2 separate regions of the Rattus norvegicus genome follow, and region 2 is linked to region 1. A link is a contact called in public Hi-C data. All regions are on one chromosome and are shown on one strand. Each heading gives the region's core, a stretch centred on a gene start, on an enhancer-like site or on the middle of the called end of the contact. The rest is flanking DNA. Distances are from core to core; before and after follow the strand shown.

What was found. Hi-C and Micro-C count contacts between places; a contact is called where the count stands out from the background.
Region 2: a Hi-C map of frontal cortex shows a contact between it and region 1, with 2.5 times the contacts expected there. The contact joins the enhancer-like site here to the promoter of Vav2 in region 1. A contact is called at or near these places in 2 of 12 Hi-C or Micro-C datasets (frontal cortex and mammary epithelial cells).

What each region holds. Positions count from the first base shown.
Region 1 is chr3:31,148,850-31,155,221 of GRCr8, reverse strand. It overlaps Vav2 (vav guanine nucleotide exchange factor 2), which reads left to right and starts at 3,106. Exons shown (of 28, transcript NM_001106563.2): 1 at 3,106-3,784. The coding sequence starts at 3,581.
Region 2 is chr3:31,467,311-31,473,682 of GRCr8, reverse strand. It overlaps Rxra (retinoid X receptor alpha), which reads right to left. Exons shown (of 10, transcript NM_012805.3): 8 at 5,768-5,859; 9 at 4,294-4,399; 10 at 1,918-2,619. The coding sequence ends at 2,472. Among named protein-coding and RNA genes, the nearest start is that of Rxra, 83 kb to the right of the region's middle. Within about 2 kb of position 3,587, at least 60 of the 93 cell types and tissues checked have an H3K27ac peak or open chromatin away from gene starts, as enhancers often do.

The DNA of each region.
Region 1 (6,372 bases), core at 1,857-4,356:
GAGTGAAGAACAGGAAAAACATGCAGTGTGTCTGAGCGTTTGCTGGGAATGCATGAACCAATAGCCAAAATGACTGGCTGGAGAGGTCCTCAGTTTCTTGGACATTCCAGTGTCTGTAGAAAAAGCTTCCTCCAAGGGAGGCAGCTGTTATCCAAAGCACTGTGTGCTTAGAGGCACTTGTATCTGCTCACTGTGAGGGTGGTTGGGAGGGATACTGCAGAAGCCCAGAAGGGCAGAGACATGCTGAGTTCTATGATTTCTCTGTGTTCGCACCTAAGCCTTATGATGTCATGATGTCTGTTCACCGCAGTAAAACCCTAACTAAGACAGCTAGCCAGAGCTTTGGCCATGTCCCTGTCTGGTGGAAGAATTCTAGGCAAGTGCAAAAAACTAGGAGCGGTGCAGAAGATGCAGCCAGAAAGGAAGCAGTGCCATAAGGGGTTTGCTTGACAGAGATTCTGCCATTTTTTCCCCATTTCCTTTCAGTTAATGCTGTGACCCTGTAATACAACTGTATCGAATACCACTTCATGTTGTGGTGACCTCCAACCATACATAACCTTATTTTTCATTGCAATTATATCGTTACAATCACAGCACATTTTTGCTACTGTTATGAATCGTGATATAAATATTTGTATTTTTAGATCGTCTTAGCCAACCCCTCCTGAAGGGGTCCAGACCCACAGGTTGAGAATCGCTGCTATAAGGGCTGGTGATGGAGCCTGGGGCCTCATGCTTGTCCAATAATATTCTTTTAAGAGCCCCAAGCCTGAGGATTTTATCCTCAGGGAGCTGAGTGCCACAGAGGGCTTGTTTTGGGGTGCCAGAGTGACAGGGTTGAACCTAGATTTGTGTAGGTCCTTGCTGGCTGCGGGGAGCAAACTGAAGGGTGAGGCAGAAGCAGCACTGAGGAACCCAAGGGGAGGAACATGGACCTTGGTCAAAGAGCTGGGAGTGCTCAGAACCTGTATGTGGGGTCTCAGACTTGCTGGCAAATTAGAAGTGGGGAGTTAACACTGGAGTCCATAGACGAGTATGCTGTAGTTGGCCATGACTGGGAATACAGAGATGTTTAATTCCATTACGATTTAGACCTGCCTCTGGGCTGGGCCTTGCTGTTCTAGGCCTCAGCTAGACACCCATGCTCTCCTGTAAAAGCAGGCTCTTCGAGGACCGTCAGTTCCCCGAAGACTTGCTGCCCCTTTCCAGGTGCATACTTCCTTGAAGCCTCCCGCGTTCATGGTTAGTTCGTGGCCCACTTTCCACATCCTGGGCATGCGGCTAGGATCGACGGTCCCTAACTCTTCTGCTCCGTTCACCTCAGAGTTAGTCCCTGGGATTCAGCACAAGTGCCTTTCAGTGGAGTTCATCTCCAAAGTGGGGAAGTACTCTTGTCTCTGGGAAACTTCCAGAAGGCAATCCTGGCGAGCAGTTCTGGGCTGAGAGAATGGGTGAGGTGGGATATTGAGGAGAAGTATCCCCTTCACCAGCCCTCCGCGTTTCTTTTGAGCTCACGCACTCTGACCTACACATGCACCACAGATATCTGGAATACTACCCAGCTTTTCTTTAGCCATCTCTCCTATTATTTTGGGTACTACAGAGTTCTGCCGGTGCCAGGAGGCATGGATCATCGGACTTGGAAGACTGACATGCTAACTCCAAGCACCACAGCCCCTCAAAGACAGACCCCTGTTTTGGAGCATCTAGGGTGTCAGCTGATGCCATTGATCTCACGACCACCAGGGGGCAGCAGATGAACGCTAGATTGGATGGCAAAATTAGTTCGTCCCAGACCTGGTCTTGTCTTGGTGAGTTTCTGATGAGGCTATAAGGTTGAGGGGTGGGAGGACAGAGTCCATTTTTCTGTGAGAGAGCCCCCTAGGTACAGACACCAAGACGTGGATGCAGCAGCATTAGCTGGGCGCTTTGCTGTCAGCTTTGCAAAATCCTTTCCTTCTTTTCCCACTATGGTGCATGGTGTTGAATGACTCTTAGGGAGATGCTGGAGGGTCTGCCTGTGGCCCGGTGCTTTGGATGATATAACCCCCGTCTCTGCAGGAGGACCTTCCTCTGAGGCTATTCCGAGGTGAAGCGGCAGGAGCTGAAGGCTCACCTGTCATTGAGCCTGGCTTCACCTGGCTCCTCTCCTGATTTCCTCCTTAGGTGGGGAAGGGGTGAGAGGCTTCCTGGAGAGAGGCCTTTTTGGGAGGGACTCCCCTGGGTGCAGGGGATAGACTTAGTGTGTGCGTTGAGGTATGGCCTGTCATCCTTCCCTGGACCAGGTAAACTGGGAGAGGCAGGGGCTGACACAACGCTGTGCACAAAAGATCGACTGGTCACTTTCCTTTCTTCCAGATCCTTTTCATGACACTAATCTCAGAAAAGGCTTGGCTTTATGGGGTTCCCTTTACCAAGAACCCACAGCTTCTGATACACAGTCCAGAGTAAACTAATTTCAATCGCAAAATCAGTTATTTATGCTTTTGAAGTCCCACTCACTGTCACAATGTCCTCAGGACACAACACTGTCCATCCCTCCAGCACCTCCCATTAGACAATCAAGGGGGCTGCCTGTGAAGGATTTTCTCTCCGTTATCTTGCGGACCCTGGCAAGGACAGAAGACTGGAAGTGGGCTCTGGAAGACCTGAGCCCATCAATCCGATTGATACGTCCATAGGGGTGTGTAGGCCAGTCTGGTACGCGTTCCGGGGTCTGTCTTTACCAAAGGACCCTACAAGGGCACCCAGCGTTACAGCGGCCACCTTCTAGTCTCTTCAGGGGTGCGGCGGCCTCATCGCTCCGCAAGAAAGACCTCCAGCCTCCACGTGCACCTAAGGGAAAGTCGCCGGCCGGGAGCCTGCTCAGGAGCCCCGCCTTCCTCAACTTTCGCTGGCGGCCCAGGGGCAGGAAGTGGGAGGACGGGCTGGAGGCGGTGCTTGGGTCGCCGGGGAGGTGCCGGGTGAAGGTGCCAGCTCCGCCCCCGGCCCCGCCCGGCCATGGCCGCGCCCCCTGCACCCCCAGCGCCTGGAGCCGCGGAGCCTCGGAGTCCCAGTGCCCCGCGAGTAGCGTAGAGCCCGCGGGCCCGGCGAACAAAGCGACGGTGGGGCGAGTAGCTCAGGCGCCGGACGCAGGGACCGAGCGACCCGCTGCGCCTTTGTCTCGGGTGGGGCAGGAGCGGCGGCCGGAGCGGGGCGCCCCGAACGCAGAATGCGGCGCCCAGAGGGGCGGATCGAAGAGCGCTGCGGCGGCAGGAGGTGTGGAGCCCGGGCCGGAGCCCGAGCGCACTTGTGTGTGTGAAGGGGGGACCCGGCACACTGCCCCGAGAGCGCCTAGTGGCCGCACGTGGGCGGGAGCCGCGGCCCGCTAGTAGCCCGAGGAGGAGGAGGAGGAAGAGGAGGGCCGTGTGGCCGCGCAGCGGGGACCCGGGGCCGCCTGCGCGAAGCCCCGCCCCGGCGGCCGAGCCCCGCGCGGGCGGTCGGGATGCTCCGCGGTCACCGCACTTTGGCCGGAGCGCTGCCCTGAGCCAGCTGGCCCAGCGGCCGCGGCGGCGAGCGCACGGGCGCCGCGGGCGCCATGGAGCAGTGGCGGCAATGCGGCCGCTGGCTCATTGACTGCAAGGTCCTGCCGCCCAACCACCGCGTCGTGTGGCCCTCGGCGGTGGTCTTCGACCTGGCGCAGGCGCTGCGCGACGGCGTCCTTCTGTGCCAGCTGCTGCACAACCTCTCCCCCGGCTCCATCGACCTTAAGGACATCAACTTCCGGCCGCAGATGTCCCAGGTGAGAGTCCCGGCACTGCAGGAGGGAATTGAGTGTGCGACCTGAAGGGCGCATTGACTGGAGCGCGGGCCTTAGGAGGCCCAGGTCCCACCCTGGCCGGAGCGGCTGACTCAGGGGTCAGTGCAGAGCAGGGCACATCCCGGTCTCCGCTTCCCGCTCTAGAGAGCGGCGGTCCCCGAAGGCGCGAAGTTGGCTAAAGTCCCCCAAGCCTAGGGCGCGCCACCACCGCCGCGGGGATCGTTTTGTTCGCCGGCTCCCCAGTCTACGGCTGCCTGGTGGAGGGCGACTCCAGCTTCGGTGTGGAGCCCAGCGATGCAGTCTCGTGCCCAGGCCGGGGTCCCTGAGTGTCCCTTCCAACCCGGCGCGTGCCACGCTGGGGGCCGTGTCCTCGGGCTGCGCGCCGGGCGGCCGGAGCCCGTGGAGGATGAACTGGAGCCAGTGGAGGATGAGATGGAGTCGTGGCTACGTTTACCCGCAGCTCCGCGGAGGGGCCGGGCCCGGCCGGGTGCTCCTGTCGAAGGGAGCTGGAGGGCCCGGCGCCGCCCCCTCTCTGGCCTGCGCCTCCTCCCGGACCCCAGCCCAGGACCAGCTGCCTCCGAGGCCTTCCTGCAGGGGTTCTGGGCTAGAGTACCCTTCGCCTCCTCACCTCCCCCATTTCGGTCGTCGCTCCAGTGTAGCCTTTGTGGAGGCCGAGGCACGCGTGTGGCCGCAGGGCAGGGCAGGGCAGGGCAGGGCAGGAAAATGTCCGCTCTGCTTGCTGAAGCTGCTTTTCTTGGCCCCTTGAAGGGAACTTGGCGGAGAGTTAAGCAAATTCGAGGCATGTGGCCCGCCCTTCGGGGGTCCTGGATCCCCGGCCCGATCGCTCTTTAAAGGGATTTGGGAGGCGGAGAGAAGAGTTAGGCAGCTCTGGTTCAGCCGGGTACTGTACAGGTGCGACCCGCCCACTTCGAAACTCCTAGTGGACGCCGGGAATTCTCTTCTAGGACTACTGTGGGAAATGCGGTGACTCTGTGAGAGTCACTAATCCTAATATTCTGGCTGGTTTCACCCCTCCCCCCAAAGCCTCTGCCCTTTGGCTGTGTCTGCCTTCCCATAGAGATGAGGCCAGCCCGTTTCCCGTTTGACAAAGGAGAGACCCTGGAGGGAAAGAGAGGGTGTTGTTCTCATACTTAATAGCAATACCCCACCAGCCCAGAGAGCCAGAGAGCTTCGGGGTCTCTCTTGCAGCTGGAGCCCTGCAAAACCTGAGTGACAGTGTGCCCAAGTGGCACGCTTAAATGATTGCTGTAGGGAGGTCTTTCACAGATCTGGAAGTGTGACCCTCCTCCCCAAAGTTGGGGCTGGGAGGCTGAGGAGTTCTTAACCTCTTTCCTGGCTAGAGAAAGGGAAGGGGGCAATTCTTACACATAGCTGGTTCTTGACTCCCCTTCTCCCTATGGGCCTTCACTGAACTAGAGGCTAAGATGGCTTGCTTCTGGCAGGTTCTGTTGCTGGGCCTGGAGGCTTGAGGGGATTGGGGGTGGGGTTGGGTTAAGAGGGTGAGACTGATTGGCAGGGATATTGGGAGGAGCTGGTCCCTGTGGTTTGGTCCGGATGGGATGAAGGGTGCTGGCTTCAGCAGGTTTCAGGGTTCAACCCCTGGAACCTGGAGACTTCTAGGGTTTAACAGCCGGGATTAATGACACCAGCACAGGTCTATGCTCTTGCTTGTCATCTTGTGTAGGCTGTCTGCTGTCCCATGGTCTCTACAAAGCAGGTGCTCCCTGAACCTCAGGTTGTTTCCAGAGCTGTCTGTGCAGGGTCTGGGGAGAGACTTTTCTCTCTAGGTGCTTGCTCTGTGCTACAGGAAGCTCACATTTCTAATATGGGGGGAGGTGGTGTCACTCTGGTTTGTGGTGACTGGAACACAGAAGAAATCACAACTGCCCTTTCTTTCTTGGGCTGCCTTGGGCTAGGCACAATTTGTGGAGTGGCCTGCCACCTCTGATCTGTAGCCAACAGTTAAAGCTTAGAGTGTACCACAGATGTGCCCTAGATGTAGCCCAGGTCTCCTGGCAGTAAGTGGCTTAAACTAGCTTGTGCCTGGACATCTTTCTAAAGAAATGGTGAATTCAAAGGACTTACCTCAGCTGCCCTGCGGTCTTGCTTACTTCCGTGGGACCTGTGTGTGGGCTTTCTGGGGTGATAGTGGGTGCCCGTCTGGTTTCCCCGGACACCTGGATCCATTTGGCAAGGAACGAGAGACCGTTTTCTTCCTCCCCATTTTCGGTGTGCCACAGCATGTCCAGCTCACTGGCCTCTGGTATCCCCTGATCCTTGAAGGCCACAACATGGCTTCCTGGTAAACCTTCAGGACTCAGAGGTCCCCTCCCATCTTGAGTTATGCTAGCTGGGCTATTGGTTCTAGGGGAGCATAATGGGAAACCTTTTATTTATTGATTTTTTAAAAAATTTTTATTTTGAGACAGGGTCTGACTGTAACCCTGACTGGATAGAACTTGCTACATAGCCCAGGCTGACCTGGAATTCTCAGAGACCTCCCTGTCCCTACCTCCCACGTGCTGAGATTAAAAGAATGCACCACTACA
Region 2 (6,372 bases), core at 2,338-4,837, 320 kb before region 1:
GTCGCCTCTGCAGTCTCCACAGCCCGTGCTCACGCCACACACCTGTGTGCACGGGGACCAGGTCACATGCCCCAGTTCTACGATGGGGATGGCAATGACTAGCCATTGGCTGCCTGCTTTGGCCAGGTATCCTGGGATGCCAGGGGAGGGGACTTGGGTGTCTCTTGGCGCTGTCACCAAGTCGCCCAGTATCCCTGGGGATGCTGCAGTTTGGAAAACTGAGGGTGTGGGGCCAAATTCCCCCAGTGACTGTGGTATCGGGGGTGACAATGGGCCAGCAGCTGCCACAGGCCCTGCCGGCCATCTTCGCTTCTCAGCCACGGGAGCCCCAACTGAACCTCCGAGCAGGGTGGTCACCCAGATGAGGGATATGGCCCAGGAGCTGCAGGGTGAAGTCACGTGACCATCGGTGGCAGCTGTCATCCAACCAGGCTGAGGTGGGGATGGGCGCAGGGTGGCTAATGAGCTGATGCTAGTGCTATCTTTAGAAAATTAAAGATTGCTCCACCATAATAACAACAATAATAATGACAATCACCTTAATTGAGCCAGATTGGTAACAGGACTGAAGGTCTGGTTAAACGAAGCCCCAATTTTCTCCTTAGTGACACCATGCCCACACCACCACTGCAAACAAACAGCACTGCACCTGATGACAGTGGCAATGAGGCTAAAGGAGCAGGAAGCTCACCAGGGAATCTATAGTGACGAGCAGTGGTGGGTAAGGCTATGTGGGCTAGTGGGGCTTGCGGCCAAGGCCCCAGTGCCTGACAGCCAGCCAAGCCCAGACGTGGCTCAGCCCCAGAACTTTCTCTGCTGGAGCCAGAGGATGCTCAGTGGCTCAGAAACAGGGCACAGTGTAGAACAGGGCTGACACGAACAGTGGGAGAGGAGGTCTGCAGAAGGCACGGTCCTGGGTGTGGACTGGGGAATCGGCTCCTCTGCCTAGTGCTACCAGCCCCAAAGGCTACAGATTTTCTAGGAAAGCCTAGGAGAGGAGCAGCTGGCTGACTCCGGGAACTGTGATGTCTCTCACAGACATCTCCCATGCCACTACGTGGAGAGAAGGGTGCAGGGAAGGTGTTTCTGGAAACTTTTATAGGTGCCTCTGCTGGCTATGGTTTTGGGATTTTAAAAAGGCGAGAAATCAATGTGTTCTTCCCCACCAGGAAGCTGGATCCTCCCACCCACCACCTCGAGGTCCAATCCCCTACATGGCCTGTTTCATGAGGGCCTTCCTCCCACCCCACACACCAATGGGAGACCAGCTGTGGGGACGCAGTATGGCCATAATCACTAAGGCACCTGTGCCTGACAAACCCGGGCCCTGCAGTCTGAGACTAGATCATGAAGACTGGTACCCAAGGAGGCCCCACAGTGCAAACCCGGCCGGTCAACGGGAGAGGCACACTCAGAGCCACACGAGACAGGGCTGAAGTCTAAGCAGGTCTGACACATAGAGCCCCTGGGTAAGGTTCTGGACAATGTCCACAGGCACCACCATACCGCGGCAGTCCCAGGAAGTCCCTGTCGGGATTCTAACAGAAGCGGCCAGTCCAAGGAAGGGCCCATGCTAGAGTCCCACACAGAGCCTGCTGAGTCAGCCGCACCCGACAGACCTGCCATGTCTGCCCGGTTCACCTCCAAGCCCCTCAGGCCCCCCTCTCCAAAAACCAGACAACAGCCCTCCTCTCCTCCCTGAGCCTCAGGATGTCCAGTGTCCCACAGGACCACTGAGGTGGAAACCCCATTCTACGTAAGCCAGGGCAGCCCTCCAGGAGGACCCATGGTGCCACCTTGCAGACCAGAAAGGAAGATCTGTGATAGGGAAAAGGCAGGCTACTCAGTTGGCTAACCCCGGTTGGTGAGACAGGACGGGAGAACGATGACATAAGAAGGAACTGGGGAACATGACAGCGGACCTCCAGCCCACGCGGCCTTGAGGTGGTCCCAGAATCCTGCTCGGGGTGATAGCCCAGGGTATCTTTGGAAACAGGCTTAAAGGTTAGCTATGATCCAGGAGGATATGACCTGCCCCACCTGCTCCCTTTCCCACCCTTAGCTGGGTACCAGGACTCTGCACGGGCAAAGATGGGGTACTCCAAACAGAGGTGCCACGCGGGCATGTCGAGAACCAGCGACAGCAACCAGCAACCAGAACAAGCCCCTCTCCCAGCTCCTGCAGCTCCAGGTGCTGAAGACCCCACGAAGTACCCCAAGACCCTCAGGGTGACCAGCCTTAGAGCCTGGTGTAGGGCAGGGGGCTGGGTAGGTGTCACGCCAGCTCTGCCACGGCCCTGGGCCAAAGGCAAGCATTAATGATGATGGCGAGGATGGTGATGCATCTTTTGGGACCATGGGGACGCTGCACCCCAAAGATCCACACAGGCCATCAGAAAGGGCAGGGACAGGGCTGGAGCTGAGCAGCTGTGTCCAGGCGGGGCAAGGGACCGGCACATGGGTGACGGGGCCTAGGTGGTTTGATGTGGGGCCTCCAGCATCTCCATGAGGAAAGTGTCGATGGGTGTATCCCCGATGAGCTTGAAGAAGAACAGGTGCTCCAGGCACTTGAGCCCAATGGATCGCAGTGCAGGCAGCCGGAGCAGCAGCTTGGCAAACCTGCAGGATGGTAGAGAGTGAGGACAGGTCAGGAGGCGGGGAGTGCTCCCTGCTCTACTCGGTGACTCGTAGCTTCCCTGGAGACCAGCCGAGCCCAGTGCCTGGGACCTGAGTCTGGTCTGCAGAGGAAGCTGCCTACGTTGATCCTTCTGGAAGAAGTGGGGAACTAGAAAAAGGAGGCTCCTTGGAGACAAAAGAGGACAAGGGGCAGGGGTGTGGCAGGGATGTAGCAGGGGTGCAGCAGGGGTGAGGTAGGGGTGCGGTAAGGTGAGGTAGGTACATAAGGCCCTGAAATGAAAGGAAGAGCCAATGGTAAGACTACTGTTGGCCAGGACAGGCCCAACAGGGTTTAGGAGAGCAGTTACAAGTGTGGGCTTGCTCCATGGGCAAGGAGAGCCTCAACAGAGATGTCAGCAGGCAAGGGCATGAGTGTCTCTCTGTGCATTGGAGAGGCCTCTGCAAGAGCAGCTGTGCCTATAGGGGCAGTGGGGCGTGTCCTGGAAGATGCATCAGAAAGATCTGTGGGCAGCCTTAGTAATACGCATGGGGTGACTGACAAGCCACAGGGTGGAGACCCCTGCTGAAGGGAGAGCCAGCAGTGACTGGGGAATTCCGTGCTCCAGCAGGAGCACTTCCCTGGGGAGGACTGGAGAGGCCTTGGGGTTCCTCTACCCCTGGAGCGTTTCCTGGGCAAAAGACAGACAGGCATGGGGAAGGAGTCTAGGAACTCACGGGAGATGGACAGACAAGAGAGGACAGTGTGGTGCGGGGACAGGACCTGGGGTCCCACATGTGACCTCTGCTCGGGGCCTCCCTATATAGTGGAGGGGGCTCTGGGCCTCATTAATTATTAACAATGTCTTTCATTTCCAGAGAGGAAGCCTTGTGGCTGGCTGCCCCACAGTCCTCAGTTTAAAGGCACAGGCGAAGCTTGGCGGCTGGAGAGGCGCCAGAGAACAGGCTGTTTTCTGCTGAGCTGGCGAGATGGGCTAAGGCAGGAAGCCAGGAAAAACAAGCTGCTGCCACCCTCCTGTCCTCCTCCGGGAAGTTTCACTTTAAACCAAACCAGATGAGGGCTAAACAGCAGTGTGGACAGTTAACCATGTGTGTGCCAGGCAACGGACGGGTTAGTGTGCCCGACCGCCCGTCTCACACTACCCCTCTCACACATAGTCTGCACACTGAGAGCCTGCAAGGGGAGAGGCAGAACTGAATCCTTGGAATGCACCATTCCTCCTGAACACCTACTATGTGCCTAACACTAGACTGTGCACCCAGCACCCTGGACCTGGACATGACTAGATGACAGTCTTAGGCCAGCAGACACGATGCTTTCTCCAGCCTCAGACACCTACTCTGAACAACTGAAAAGCACCTGCACTGTGCTGGCATTTCCGGGTCACTGAACAAGTGAAGAAGAGAAGTCATGAATAGCAAGGACCTACTGTGCGCTAGGAAATGGATCGATTCTCTCAACGGGCTACAGGGGAAAGTGAGTTGTCCTCAGAGCTCATGAGTCCAAGGGCTGCCTCGCTCCTGCTCAAAGCCTAAAAAGCATCCCAGGGTGGTCTTGAGGAGGACAGCATAGTTCTGTGGCATACGAAGGGCTTTGGAGAGGTGTGGCTGAGCCCAAGTGTAGAGGCAGGGGGCTGTCGGGGACGGAGTAGAGCTCACCTGCCCGGCTGCTCAGGGTACTTGTGTTTGCAGTACGCTTCTAGTGATGCATACACCTTCTCCCTCAGCGCCTCCACCTCAGCAGGGTTTGAGAGCCCCTTAGAGTCTGCAGAGGAAAACAGCCTCAGGTCAGAGCCCCCAGACCGCCTCCCACAAACATGCAAGCCCAGCAGAGAGGGCATATGCTACACAAGTAGATATGGCTGCCCTGCAGACCCAGAGCTCCGAAACCAGGAGGACGGGTGCTCCACTCGGCCACTTGAAAGTCAAGTGACCTTGTCATTAGAGGACTTAGTTTCCCCACCTTTCTCTAGGTGGCCATGGCCAATGCTTTTACTGCCCTTGGGCCCTGGCCCCAGTGACAGGAAGCCCTTCCCTGAGGATCTCCCCACACCATGAGTCGGGGAGGCTCCTCCATAGAACCTAGACACTGGCCACAATACAGGCTGCAGGAAAGCCACAACCACAGTCATCAACACCATCAGGGCCCACTGTGCCAGTAAGAATGCTGGGGGTAGCTTAGACTACATAAGACACCTTCAACTGACCCAGTCCTGACAGGACTACCCCTCCCTACCCCTTGAGGCCCCAGGCCCAAGCGTCCCTGGTTCGCCATACCTCCTACTCAGACCTAACCTGGGAAACTATGAGGTTGGCTCAGGAATTACAGCCTGGTGAGCTATCTGGGGTGGAAGCCTATGTCCCTGTCCCCCCATATCTTCTACTCACTATGGGCAGGGCTGGTGAGCCCCATCAGCCAAGCTCCCAACCCACATTCAACCCCTTCCTAGGCAGACAGGGATGAACTTTCAAATACGGAAGCCCATGAATGCCTGCTGCAGCAAGTGCCCAGCGCTTCCTAGAGCCTGGCCAGAGCATCCACAAGTCCATGGGCCACCCCTTGAATCCCTGAGCTTCTTCTCAGCAAGAATCCCACACTCTCTGCTAATGCGTTCCCATCCCCATGTGAACTGGCCACCAGTGGCATCTGCCACCCACCCAGTGCTGTGAGCACGGGCCTGGGCCACTGCTCACACTCCAGCCTCGCATGCAGCGTCCCACACAGAAGACACTGCCTCAGCCTTGTGGCAGCAGCAGCTTGGAGGCCCCGCACACTGAAGCTCCAGAGCCAACCAAGGGGCTTGCTGTCCTCAAGAGGCTACTCCACCCTGACCCCCCCAAACGCCCTTCAAACCAAGGCTTGAGACATGTCAGCCACCCTCGGGACACCTAACAAGATGGACTGACCACCAACCCCATCCTGGGAGCTCACTCTAACGGAAGACCACTGTGGACAGCAGAGCCCGCGAGGCTCAGCCGGAGAGCACTGATGTCAAGTGCACACTCCAGTCTCATAGAGTGCCACTTGAGCCTCTCCATTAAGTCTCCAGACAAGTGGAGGCAGGAGATTGGTGTCTTCTGTGATGGGGACGCTGGGCCCCGAAGGCCCACAGAGGAGATGGCAGGGCCGTACCAGGGTTGAAGAGGACAATGGCGCGCAAGCAGCCCAGCTCCGTCTTGTCCATCTGCATGTCACGCATCTTCGACACCAGCTCCGTTAGCACCCTGCGGGGAAAGCAAGTGCCAGTTAGACACGTCCTTACCAGGGCCCCACCAAGGAGGATCCACTGGATTCATGAAGCCCAGGGTAGACCGGGAATAGCTGGATGTACTGGGCCTGGCCACGTCCACAGGAAGGAAGCATCGCCATGAGCTCAGTTCTGTGGAGGATGGTGTCCTCCACTACCCCAGCGCTGTTTGGGAATCTGAGCCCAGAGGAGGAACCCTAAGGAGAGCTGAGACAAGATCTCCTGCTGTGTGGCCAGCCCAGGTTGCCCTGCACTCATAGCTGTTCCCTTTAGCTCCAGGTTAGACTTTTCCCTGGGACAAAGCCTCTTGGTAGAAGTCATTTTCCATAAGCGGATATCACCTTTCCTCAGCAAGATGCCTCCAAAGGGCCTTCACATGTCCTTAGCCCACTCGACATGTGCGGAATCTGGAAGAATCCTAGGCTCCACTCCGGTGTCAGCCACTTGAACCAGAGTCTCTCTGACCTCAGCAGCAAGGAGGAGCCCTGAC